3 separate regions of the Hordeum vulgare genome follow, and regions 2 and 3 are each linked to region 1. Evidence: chromatin contacts called from public Hi-C data. All regions are on one chromosome and are shown on one strand. Each heading gives the region's core, a stretch centred on a gene start, on an enhancer-like site or on the middle of the called end of the contact. The rest is flanking DNA. Distances are from core to core; before and after follow the strand shown. Region 1 holds the start of LOC123431302 (homeobox-leucine zipper protein HOX9). Region 2 holds the start of LOC123431313 (double-stranded RNA-binding protein 6). Region 3 has its middle 440 kb from the start of LOC123431302.

What was found. A called contact is a pair of places that touch in the nucleus more often than the background predicts.
Region 2: a contact with region 1 is called in a Hi-C map of leaf, with 4 times the contacts expected there. The contact joins the promoter of LOC123431313 here to the promoter of LOC123431302 in region 1. A contact is called at or near these places in 5 of 6 Hi-C or Micro-C datasets (leaf, seedling and an unstated tissue) and 1 of 1 datasets of contacts at active chromatin or transcription factors (embryo).
Region 3: a Hi-C map of leaf shows a contact between it and region 1, with 6 times the contacts expected there. The contact joins the enhancer-like site here to the promoter of LOC123431302 in region 1. A contact is called at or near these places in 4 of 6 Hi-C or Micro-C datasets (leaf and seedling) and 1 of 1 datasets of contacts at active chromatin or transcription factors (embryo).

The regions. Positions count from the first base shown.
Region 1 is chr1H:284,605,486-284,609,286 of MorexV3_pseudomolecules_assembly, reverse strand. LOC123431302 (homeobox-leucine zipper protein HOX9) reads right to left here and starts at 1,975. Exons shown (of 19, transcript XM_045115127.1): 1 at 1,645-1,975; 2 at 845-1,168; 3 at 447-606; 4 at 265-347; 5 at 83-173. The coding sequence starts at 1,098.
Region 2 is chr1H:285,093,408-285,097,208 of MorexV3_pseudomolecules_assembly, reverse strand. LOC123431313 (double-stranded RNA-binding protein 6) reads left to right here and starts at 1,896. Exons shown (of 3, transcript XM_045115138.1): 1 at 1,896-2,318. The coding sequence starts at 2,073.
Region 3 is chr1H:284,163,801-284,167,601 of MorexV3_pseudomolecules_assembly, reverse strand. No RefSeq gene overlaps it. Among protein-coding and RNA genes, the nearest start is that of LOC123431302, 440 kb to the left of the region's middle. Within about 2 kb of position 1,706, at least 3 of the 3 cell types and tissues checked have open chromatin away from gene starts, as enhancers often do. A contact at or near this core is called in leaf and seedling, where this site is marked.

The DNA of each region.
Region 1 (3,801 bases), core at 726-3,225:
GGAGAAACAAATGAGCACGCATAGACCCACTTAGCGTTGGTATTAGTACTGGAACAAAGAACCTCCAGAATTGGCAACTGACCTTCATCCCAGGCATCGGGACCCAATCAACAGCAGTTCCTGTAGCCTTTGAGAGGAACTCTGTCAACGTCTCTTCCGCAATTGCAAGTAGTCTAGAGAAAATGGAGGGAAGATATGTAACAAGTTCTTACATAAAAGGAAATTGGATGATCCCACCAGTTGTCAGTAACAAAAACCACTTACCCAGCTGGGTTACTTGCATCCCTTAGAGGGTTTGGAGGAGTGGTCACATTTGACTCACAACTTGTATCATTGGCCAACGAAGGCTGTAATGCAAACACAAAGGTAGCCACGGTCAGACACTTACGCAAGTCCTACCAAGCAACGTGGTCTGTGTAAAGTAAAACAACAAAGTGGAGACTCACATTCTGCAGCTGCTGCTTCATGTATGCATTCTCATGAACCAACTGGGAAACCTGCTTCTGGAGACGTTCATTCTCTTCCATGAGAAGCTTGTTCATGGCGCTCAGTTTTCTGTTCACGGCCTGAAGCCTGGAAGACTCCTTCCGCTGCTTATCACGGCACCTGCAACCACGGAGAAAAGCTAGTGACAATTATGCTTGAATGCAGAACCTGCCCAGATTGGAAAAAAAATACACATATGCTCCAACACAGAACTAGGAATTCCCACATTTGTTCGTGATCCATCCTTACTCAATTTACCCAGCCACCATTACACTCGCATGCAGCATAATGGCTACTGAGGAAACAAATTCCATCCAATCACAAAAGGCGAAGCGCGTCGGGCTGTCGACATGCTCACCTTCGATTCTGGAACCAGACCTTGATCTGCCTGGGCTCGATGTTGGACAGAATGGGGCACTCGCGGAGCAGCTGCTGCCTGCGCGTGGATGTCGGCTTGGGGCACTCGGCATACACCCGCTCCAGCGCCTCCACCTGCTCCGGCGTGTACCGCACGTACTTGCCCGAGTCCATCCCGCCCTTGTCGTAGCCGCCGCCGCCGCCGTCACTGCCGCTCCCGCTCCCGCAGCGCATCGCCGCCACCGCCGCCGCCATCGTCACCACTTCCTTTGCGTCCTAGTTTCCCTCACTCGCGGCGCGAAGCGATCCTTGAGGGCAGAACAACCTGGGAGGAGATTTTGGAGCGGTTAGAACAAATTTGACATGGGGAAACGCGGGAGGTGATTGACGAGCCATCCGCGTCCCTCCATCCCTCCTGATCCCTCCCTTAAACAACAAAGCGTGGAAAAGCACGCAAAGGAGGCGGCTTTTGGCTCAGTATCTGAAATGGGGAAAAGGGAAAGGAAGCCGCTGCAGAGGACGCAAATGCGGGCGGCGGGGCGATGCCAGAATCGCACGATTTCGTGTGAGAATCAGAAGCGGAAAAATTAGCCGCGCGGAAACATCAGCTTAATCCTCCAGCGACAGGGAGAACAAAATTAAAGGATAATCGCAGGAAAAAATGTTTTCAGGGGCGAAAAAAAAAAGATCCATCAGGAAACGCAAATGGCGACGCGGATAAGCAGCCTGGGGGAGTGCATGCGAGAATCGTCCCCCCGAGCTCCGAAACCAAGGCGTAGAGCGAAATTAGACATCAGTTACCTCCGCACACACACCGGCCGGCCGGCGCGGGGAGGGGCGCCGCCGGTGAGCCGCTCACAGCCTCCCGCGGCCCCGTGGGGCTGCGGCAGGAACCGCGTCCATGGACCGCTTCCTCTTGGACTCCACCTACTCCTCCTCCGCCGCCGCCGCCGCGACAACCAGGGCCGCTAGCTCGCACTCCGGACCCCGGATCCGACCCCTCCTGCCCTCGGTTCGCGTCCGTCCGTCCGACCTGAGGCAATCGAACGAGCGAGCACACCACAGCACGAGCGATGAAGGGAGAGGGGGAGAGAGAGAGAGAGACTGTACAGCGACACGGAGAGGTTGGCAAAAGGTAACAGCTTTAAAGGCCGGCCAGTGAGAGAGAGGGGGGGGGAGGTGGGGGGAGCGGAGCAGGAGCCCGCGGTCGCGAGAGTGGCAGTAGCTCAGCACGTAGTACTACGTCTAGTCGTATTCTACGCTGCGGGCTAGAGGACTGGAGCTACAGCTACGATGATAGGCTAGGCTAGGCTAGGCAGTGAGAGGACGTGAGAGCAAGTACAATAAGGTACAGTCAGCAGGCTGTAAGGATTAAAATACTATATTTTTGCTGAGTTGGATGAGAGAGAAGAAGAGAGAGAAGGGAAGCGGGCTCTTCGTGAAGAGCCAGCTCTAGCACGTGCTCCTAGGTGCTTTGTGAGAATGAAAGGTGGGTCATATATGATAAAAATAGTACTCTTCTATAGCTAACTATTGTACAAGCTGGCTATAAGATGGGCTATAAGACTGCTTATAGCCAGCAGTTGGCTATACTATTAACCATGCTCTGAGGAGACGGAGAAAGCTGTGGAGGAGGACGAAGGGGGTGGGTGAGCTCGGTCCATGGAGGTCGGGAATGGGGCTCGCACACAGTGGTTCGCTGTACCCCGGCCCGCGTCACTGTCGCGCTGAAAGGACACCATTATTTTCCCCGTGACATCTCGCTGACCGCGTCGACTTGGACAGTTTACACCATTATTAATACTAGTACTCTTTTATTATTATCGTGACAAATCTGGCCACGCAAGAAATTCACAAAGTCTATATTCTTTTACATCTTTGTTTTAAATGTCACACTACAACATCTGACATTATATTGTGTGATGTTCGAGAACTGAAGTGACGTTTAAGACAAAGACGTTACACAATGCACCGTTCACCAACAAAAGTATAATGCCCTTGTGTTCGAGATCAGGTGAAAAAAAAATACGGAATTCATTTTAGGAATTTTTTGCATGTTTAGATCAGATTTATGCATTTTAGCCTGTTCCCGCATGAGTAAGGTGGGCTATATCCCGTGGTTTTGGTTCTTTTGCAACTTCAACCCATTTCCATTTTATTTGGATTATGTTTGTTCCTATTGGCCAAAGGACTGTCATCCGGCCCTTCTGTGTTTATACATCTTTCCCTAATACTAAAGGACGAAGTGTTTCTGTCGTCCGTCATCGCGGTGCTTTTACAAATAAGTTCTTGTGCTTTTATGGAAATAAACATGCAGTACAACAATAAGTGAGAAGAAACAATTCAACACGCTTCGTTCGTAGGAGCGGAGGAGGAAGCTGTGCGGGCGGCCTGATCCCCAACATCCATCCCCCGGGTCGCTGTCAAATCCCGGATCGAGCGAGCCCTTGCCGTTTAGAGCCTCGCTTCACCGCACGGCACAAAAAGGGGAGCGCCGGCCGCCCAGCCGCACTACCCTCCTCCCCTCCACAGGTCGCGCAGGTTCATGGCCACCAACGAGCGAGAAGCTGCGGCGGCGGTGGCGGGGCACGTGGTGGACGACTATGACGACGGCGCGTCTGACGGCAAGATGGACGTCGACGTAGCCCGACAGCAAGCTCCAGCACGGCGGCGACTGCGACAACGGCGATGACGACGAGTATGCGCTGGTCGGTAACCTCGTTCCTTTGGTTCATTGGTTGGCTTCGCAGTGGCGGCTTGCGCTGCTTGTTTTCTCCTAATCGCGAATCGCCCACAACACCTGCGGTTCCGCTTCCAGTTATTTCATTGATTGGCTGCTCAGGTTCCTTTCTCTTTATAGTATGATTTTAAGTCGAGCGAGATGATGTTTAGGTTGTTCGAGTTTATGAGTGGCTTGCCTATTCTTGTTAGTGTAGCGGTTGGCCCTTTAGAAGCAAA
Region 2 (3,801 bases), core at 647-3,146, 490 kb before region 1:
TTTTATATTTTCATTCAAAAAATTAAATAATAAAATAATAATAAATGAAGGATGTGACTTGCACATTTTCCATATTCAAATTTAGAGCAATAAAACACAAGTAGTGTGTTGTGTCTATGATGTAATCCTCCTGGACCAACCAAGTTAGTAACTTTGGGACGCTGCCATTAAACCTTACGAGAAAATGAAGGCAAAGGAATATTTATCGCCTTACCACCCTCGCATTACTCATCTTGCAATAGACATTTATAAACTATTTGATGTTATCTAGTATAATAGAATATCCAACATTTATAAATATTTATCACCAAAGATTAACTTAATATTTATCATTAAAGAATAACTTAATATTCCCATCTAGCAATATATATCTATAAACCATTTAGTGTTACCTAATGAAATAAAATATCCACCATTCATCCTGTTTGTTGTGTTCCACAAGTATGTTATTGCTATCACTAAAATAATAATTATTTTGCTTCTCTAAAATAAAAATTATTAATATTTTCATATGATGAATGTAAATATTGCCCAACTCCCATATCTTAATAAAGAACAATAAAATGAGGGATTCATGGGTTTTTGTTGTCAACTTTTGAGTGCAGTCAAGCCAAGATACTAATAACTTTGTTACTCCAAAATATAAAGGCAAACAAAAAATATATTGGCTCGACATGTGGATATGCTCCTCTCAACGCTCTCTCACTCAAAGAATGTCTCAATATTTCAATCTAGCAGTAAGCTTCTTTCTTCTTTAATCCATTTATGGTTACCATGGGAAAATAAAAACATCCAACATTTAAATGCACGCATTGCTTCTCAAACATCGTTATAGTTGTCACATAATGGATCATCATTTCTTTTGTTTCCAGTTACTAAAATCAGAATAGTAAAATGATAAACCCAAATTTGCCTATCTCCCATCTCTAAAATCAATGGACTGGGTCTCTAGTGTACCTCTCCCTCAAGTCCAACAAAGCTCGAATTATAGGGCACCACCTTTAAACCTCTCCAAACAACAAAGGGAAAGAAATATATGTATTGACTAACTCGCCTCACAGTGACTCAACATTCCCATATGTCAAGAAAGATTTAAACTATTTATAGTTACCAAGGAGAAAAATAAATATTCATCATTCTAATCTGCTAGTTGTTTATGAAAAGATGTCATCACATCAACAAAATTATGCTATATTTTTTTCAATATATAAAATCAATGTAATTTTATGACAAGATAAATCAAGAACCTGAATTTGCCCTCTCCATCTTTAAATTTATAGCAAGAAAGATGACTAGCCTCATGGTTTGCACTCTCATCTTTTTGAGCGAGCTAACCTAGTAATGGGAGTGTACCGACATTAAACTTCTTCAAATTATACAAAGTAAAAAAAATTGCCGTGTGACATAAAAGTTGATATGCCGCGGGTCGACGCTCTTTTATGTGAAGAATGACATATTCCCATCAAACAATTAGTGTTCCTAAACTATAGATAGTTATCAAAGAAAAGAAAAACAACAAATATATTTCTTGCTAATTAGAAATAGTATGGACGAACAACCGTTTCCTTTTATTTTTACTTTTGATCGAAATAAGGACGTGATAAGATAATATTTTTTGAGATAATTGACACTTCCTCCCGTTCATATTAAATATTGCTGATTTAGTAGAGTATTGCAGATTTAGTTCAACTTTGTACTACTATTAATCAGCGACATTTAATAGTAGATTCGGATTTGCCCATTTTTCAGCCCTAAGTTGGGAAAAATAAAAACGCGCAGAATGTCCTGGGTCCTGCTGTCATCCTCCCGGTCCAGCAAAGCTAATAACTGCAGGGCACTAGCATTAAACCCATCCCAAAACTAAAGCCAAAGAAAAAAAAATATAAAATCGGGCTCCCCTCTCCGTTCCTAGCACTCCACACTTCTCCCCTCCTCCTCCAGCTCCAGCTCCACCTCCACCTCAGGGTAGATCTCTCGGTGCTGACATCTCCGGCCACGGCGGCCGGCATTAGAAGCGGCGGTGGGATTCAAGGGAGCGGTGGCCGGGTAGGTAGGAACGGCGGTCCGCGGCGATGTATAAGAACCAGCTTCAGGAGCTGGCGCAGCGGAGCTGCTTCAACCTGCCGGCGTACACGTGCCTGCGGGAGGGGCCGGACCACGCGCCGCGGTTCAAAGCTGCGGTCATCTTCAACGGCGAGCAATTCGAGAGTCCCGGGTTCTTCACGACGCTCCGCCAGGCGGAGCATGCTGCCGCCGAGGTCGCCCTCGCCGCGCTCGCTCGGCGCGGCCCATCTTACTCCCTAGCCGCCCGCATCCTGGTAAGACCCCTTCCCCGCCTCTCCCCCCTCCCTCCATCCGCTAGCTTCTACTAGCTGTTCCTCTTGCTCCGATTTGTTCTGGGCGTTTCTCGAGTTTAACCTTTGCTCGTTAGCAACTGTTCGTGGTTGAATTTAAGGGAGCTTCTCTAGGGAGGGATTTAGCTGATCCTTCCATACAATTATTACTGCCACCATTGTTCTCACAACTCATTCCGGAATTCGCGTGGCTGATTAGCCATGTACTAGTACTACTCCTACTAGCTTATGAGTTCCACGCAGGGAAATGCAGGGGATTACGCAGAAATCTTGCACAAATACATGGTTTACCATGGTCTTTTTAGTTCGATCAGATTAGTTGCTTAGTCGTGGCTTCGAGGGTTTGTCTCGTTTGGAACTGGGGGCTCGGGGCCGCGTCAGCGGCATGACCGAACTCGGAGTGAGCAGTCAGCATGAAAAGTTCCGCGTCAAAAATCTCAGCGTATTTTTCCCTTCCCAAAAGGAGGATCCCCGCACAAAAAGTTGCCGATGAAGTACTAGTTCAGTTACTATTTTCCAAATTCATCTACGTATATTTAGCCAAAGTAATTTGTTCCCTCACTCCTACAGTGGAGTGATTTTTGAGAAAAAATTACTGTAGATACTAGCTCCCACTCTACGTAATAATGCAGTGCTACTAATAACCGCAATTAAGTGGCTTTAACTTATTGGTACGACAAGCCGCCCATCGGCCATCGATCCCCATTTCTTTAATCCGTCGTTAAATGTGCTCTCGCGACGTAACGGCGACGGATCCCCACCAATAATTTACAATCCAGCCCTGCTCTGCTCATAGGAGTTGGCGCTCGGGACGATTTTCCACCGGATTCGTCAGACCCTCGCGAGAAAGTCTTCGTAAGCCCTGATTAACATTAACTAAACCCGGGCAGTAATAATGGCGCATTAATGGGGGCCGAGTAAAATCCCGCCCGTATGAACCTGACCCGGAGCGGAAGCCGAGTTGCAGTAATGACTAGCCTTCCCGGTACGCGCGGTGGGAAGACGCCATGGGAACACGTTATACTGCTACGACCGATAGAGTAGTACTAATAAGAAAAGTGGCGGGTACACGGCTACGCATGTGCTCGTTTGACCTGACAGCGAACGGGGCGTGTGTGCGCCGAGTGCCGACTGGGATCAGCGGCCGTGCAGGAGATACTAATAAGATTAGTGGCGAGCAAAACTTTCTATCGTGGGGGTGGGCGTAGATTAGGTTTCGGTCTTCACAGTGGTGTGTATTAATGGCGAGGGGCGTGGGGGTGGGTGGGCCGGATTGAATGGGAGGCCGCCCGCACCTAACCCGGCGTCGCAGGTCAATGCGGATGGGCCCGGGGGGTTTAGTGGCAGGCAGGCCCCCACGCAGCCCACAACGAGGGGGGGGGGGGGGGGGGCATTGTGTGTGTGTTGCCGATCTTTACTGGCCACTACGGCGTTGGCGTTGGTGTCG
Region 3 (3,801 bases), core at 457-2,956, 440 kb after region 1:
ATGTCGTCAGATCATAAAATTCGATTCAGACGGATCTCTCAAACCGACCTCAAATGTCCGGAGTGATCGGCACCTCCCATTTCCAACCTAAATATGGGGCGGATACGGGGGAGCCCGGGCGCGCCTGGGCACGCCTGCCATTTCGGCCTGACGGCTTGGTGCCATGCGGACTCGTCGGGAAACACGACAGTCCGACGGGCGTCTTAACCGTCGGCGCGACCGCGTGGTGTCGCTTCGAGGTTGGGGTTGGCTATTTAATATGGCTGATGCCCCCAACCCTAGCACATCCGCCTCCTCCCTCTCTCCTCCGCCACCCGAGCACTTCCCTTTCCGAGCCCGTGAGCCATGCCACCACGCCGGCGACATTACATGATTCAGCACCGTCTCTTCCTCCTTCAGCGGGTCCGAATCCGAACGGAAGCACGGCTACCGCTGGAATCGGAGGTGGATTTCGAGGAGGGGGAGATGGAGGAGAATCCCGAGGCGGAGCCACAGGCGCCGGAGGAGGAGGCGCCGGAGGAGGAGCCAGAGGAAGAGGCGTCGACGGTCGTTGATCTCTCACCGGAGCAACTGGCAATCCTCAACTCCATCCGCTCGGAGTCGGCTATAGGGGCCAGGCGTCGGATGGAGGAAGCAGGGGTTGCACAGGCTGTGGCTCAGGCGAATCAGGCCATCTTCGATGACGAAGAAGCTTAGTACACTAGTTAGTATGTAGCATATATTTTACATTCTTTTGTATGGATATGAGGGATGGAATATGAAAGAGTTAGATGTAGAGAGGAAAATTTAAGGCGTGATCGGTTAGTGTCCGTGGACGCGCTCGGACACGTCCGTGACGTTTGAGGGGCCGAATTTGCAAGATCACTGTAGATGCTCTTACAACAATTATATTACCTCTGTTCAAAAATAACTTACGTGGTTTTAGTAAATACTCTCTCCGTCCCAAAATTCTTGTCTTAGATTTGTCTAGATATGAATGTATCTAGTCATGTCATAGTATTTAGATACATTCATTTATAGACACATCTAAGACAAGAATTTTGGGACGAAGGGAATATAAAGTAATACCACGTCAGTTATTTTAAAATCATAGGGAGTATTATTTTTTAAAATAACAGAAGAGCTACCGAGACTTATTGACAGAACCATATCAAAAGATTTACTCCCCGTTTTTAAATATAAAACTTTTAGAGATTTCATTAAAAACTTACATACGGACAAAATAAGTGAATCTATACTTTAATGTATGTCTATATATATCGGCATGTAATTTTTTAATGAAAACTCTAAAAGGATTTATATTTAGGAATGGAGGAAGCAGTTGACAGAGGAATAGGCTGATGGCCACGTACAAAAGAGACCGAACTAGTTAATGAGATTTCATTAATGTCACATTCGGCATATCTTTGACAGAGCTTCCAAGTGATGAAATCTGGTGTGCCGGAGGAGAGGGCGATCTGGTCAATGAGGTTTGCTAGGGTAACAAGCTCAGAGATCAGTGACCAGGCATCGTGTACCGCGTGGCTATCGTGTGACCAGGCATCCTTCCAGAACGAGGTATAGCAAGACAAGGGCCAAAATGTACGCTGCAGCCCCACAAATCTGTCGGTCATGCCGAGATCTTGGCAGGTTCATACATTGTTGTGCACTTGTGCGTATGTACATTGTATCAGTATATGGACACGATGATCACCTTCAACGTCAATGCGCTTAACGCATGCATGGTCCAGGCATGACATATGATACTTGTTGGACCCCTACCGTCACCATGCATATTGCATGGTATCCCTAACAGTGAATGTGACGTGGTATTTCCTTGAATCCAAAATTATTTTCCCTAGCAATGTCCCCTGTACATTTGTGCGCTTTTTTTTTTCAAGAACCGCTAAACTATGTTGCATGTCGTTTTCATTAAGATTGGATAGAAGCATCATTTGATGGCAAAAAAAAGGATAGAAGCATCATTTGATGGCAAAAAAAAGAGGATAGAAGCATCATTTACAAGTGTGGCACCCTGATGGTTAGAAAAACAGACCACCATCCGTAAAATGTTATACTCCCTCAGTCTCAAAATTCTTGTCTTAGATTTGTTTAAATATAAATGTATCTAGTCACGTTTTAGTATTTTAATATATTCATTTTTAGACAAACCTAAGACAAGAATTTTAGGATGAAGAGAGTATTAGTTAATTTTGACAATCTAAAAATACGTGCATAAATGGACCAGTAAACCGAAGATGAAGGAGATGCTCTCCCTAGCCCTATCCTTATAAAGATAGGTTTTCTTCTTGGAATATAAGAGTTATTTTTCTTTAGAAAAGAAGATTGATCCTCGGTCTCTGCATCAGGACAATGAATACATGCATTTTATTAGTTATTTGATAAGACCTTATCAAGTAATATATTAATATGTCTGAAGCTATCATCTTGCCGACAACTATCACTACTTCTATCAAGTTGATGAAGGGATCAAATTGTGTGAGCCAACACAACATTTAAAGCCGGAGGCCCCAACCAAGTCGATTTGCTAGATCTGGGTTACGCGCCATCTAGCACACTCTCAACGAGCACTGCATGCGCACAATGCAAGGACCGTCACCATCGTCTTTCACCGATCCATCTTTAGAGCAAGTACTGATGCATCCACCTTGCCATGCTTGCTGTCGGTGCCACCACTGTGCTAGAAAACGCTATCACCCTACGTGCGTCCCTCATCACACATCCGTCGTCGAGAACCTGCAGCACCACGTCGTCGAGAATCCACGTTGCCGATGTTTGACCGGAATCGCCACTCCATCGTAGAAGGCATCCATCGATCCGTCGAGCCTATGCACACATCCAGGAATGACGACCCCCATGGGGGTAATGACACAAGAGCGCCGCCATCATCCGATTGACTGATCTAGGATTTCCCCTGGGGGCAGCGGATAGAGGTTTGGAGCTTCTGCACGATGCCTTCAAGAAGGGGATGACACAAATAAGTGTCGTCATTGCCGGTCTCGGCAATAAGCTGAGAACGAGATTTTCACCCGGATCCGCTCGACGAACCACCATCTAGCATAGTGTGCGAGGGTCACCATCGATCTGAGCTGCGCAGCGTACATGGCACATCGGCTAGATCAAATCTGACCAGAGGCCGGACCACGCATGGCGTCGACCCGTCCACTAGGCTCTCCATGCTTCCGTCGATAATCCGAGGTCAGATGACTCGGCATCGCAGATCCAATCGTCACCGTCGCTGTCTGAGGTAAGGCCGACCTCTGCGCCCATAGCCATCGTCGACCGTGGCAGAGCGTCGCACCACCGCCAGACGTAGCCCTCGTTGCCGCCCAAGGCAGTGACACCTGACGAGCCGCCAAGGTCAGATCGTCCGTGCCTCCTCATGTCATGGGGCTCCACACCACCGCCATGGCGCACAAGAAAGGGAGGCCCCCGCCATCGCCGTCGACCCTTGGGTTGTAGGCCGGTGTCTTCTTCCAACGACGACGGAGGGAGGAAGAGAAGGAAGGATAACCCCCGGCAACTAGGGGTTCGTCCCAGTCCGAGTGAGGGTTATGCGCGCGAGGGGAGGGGGTGGGTAGGGCATGTTGCACTCAGTCGAGTCCTGGAATATAAGAGCAACTCCAATGGGGCGACCCATTTCGTCTGCCGTCGTCCGTTTGGGTCTGCGCGGACACAAAAGGCAGATTTTTGAGCCGGATTTGCATCGGCGTAGACACATGACGGACGCGCGCACGCTTGCCTTCTCCTCCCCCGGGCCCGCTGGTCGATGGCACATTGGCCTTCCCCCATCCAACCCTC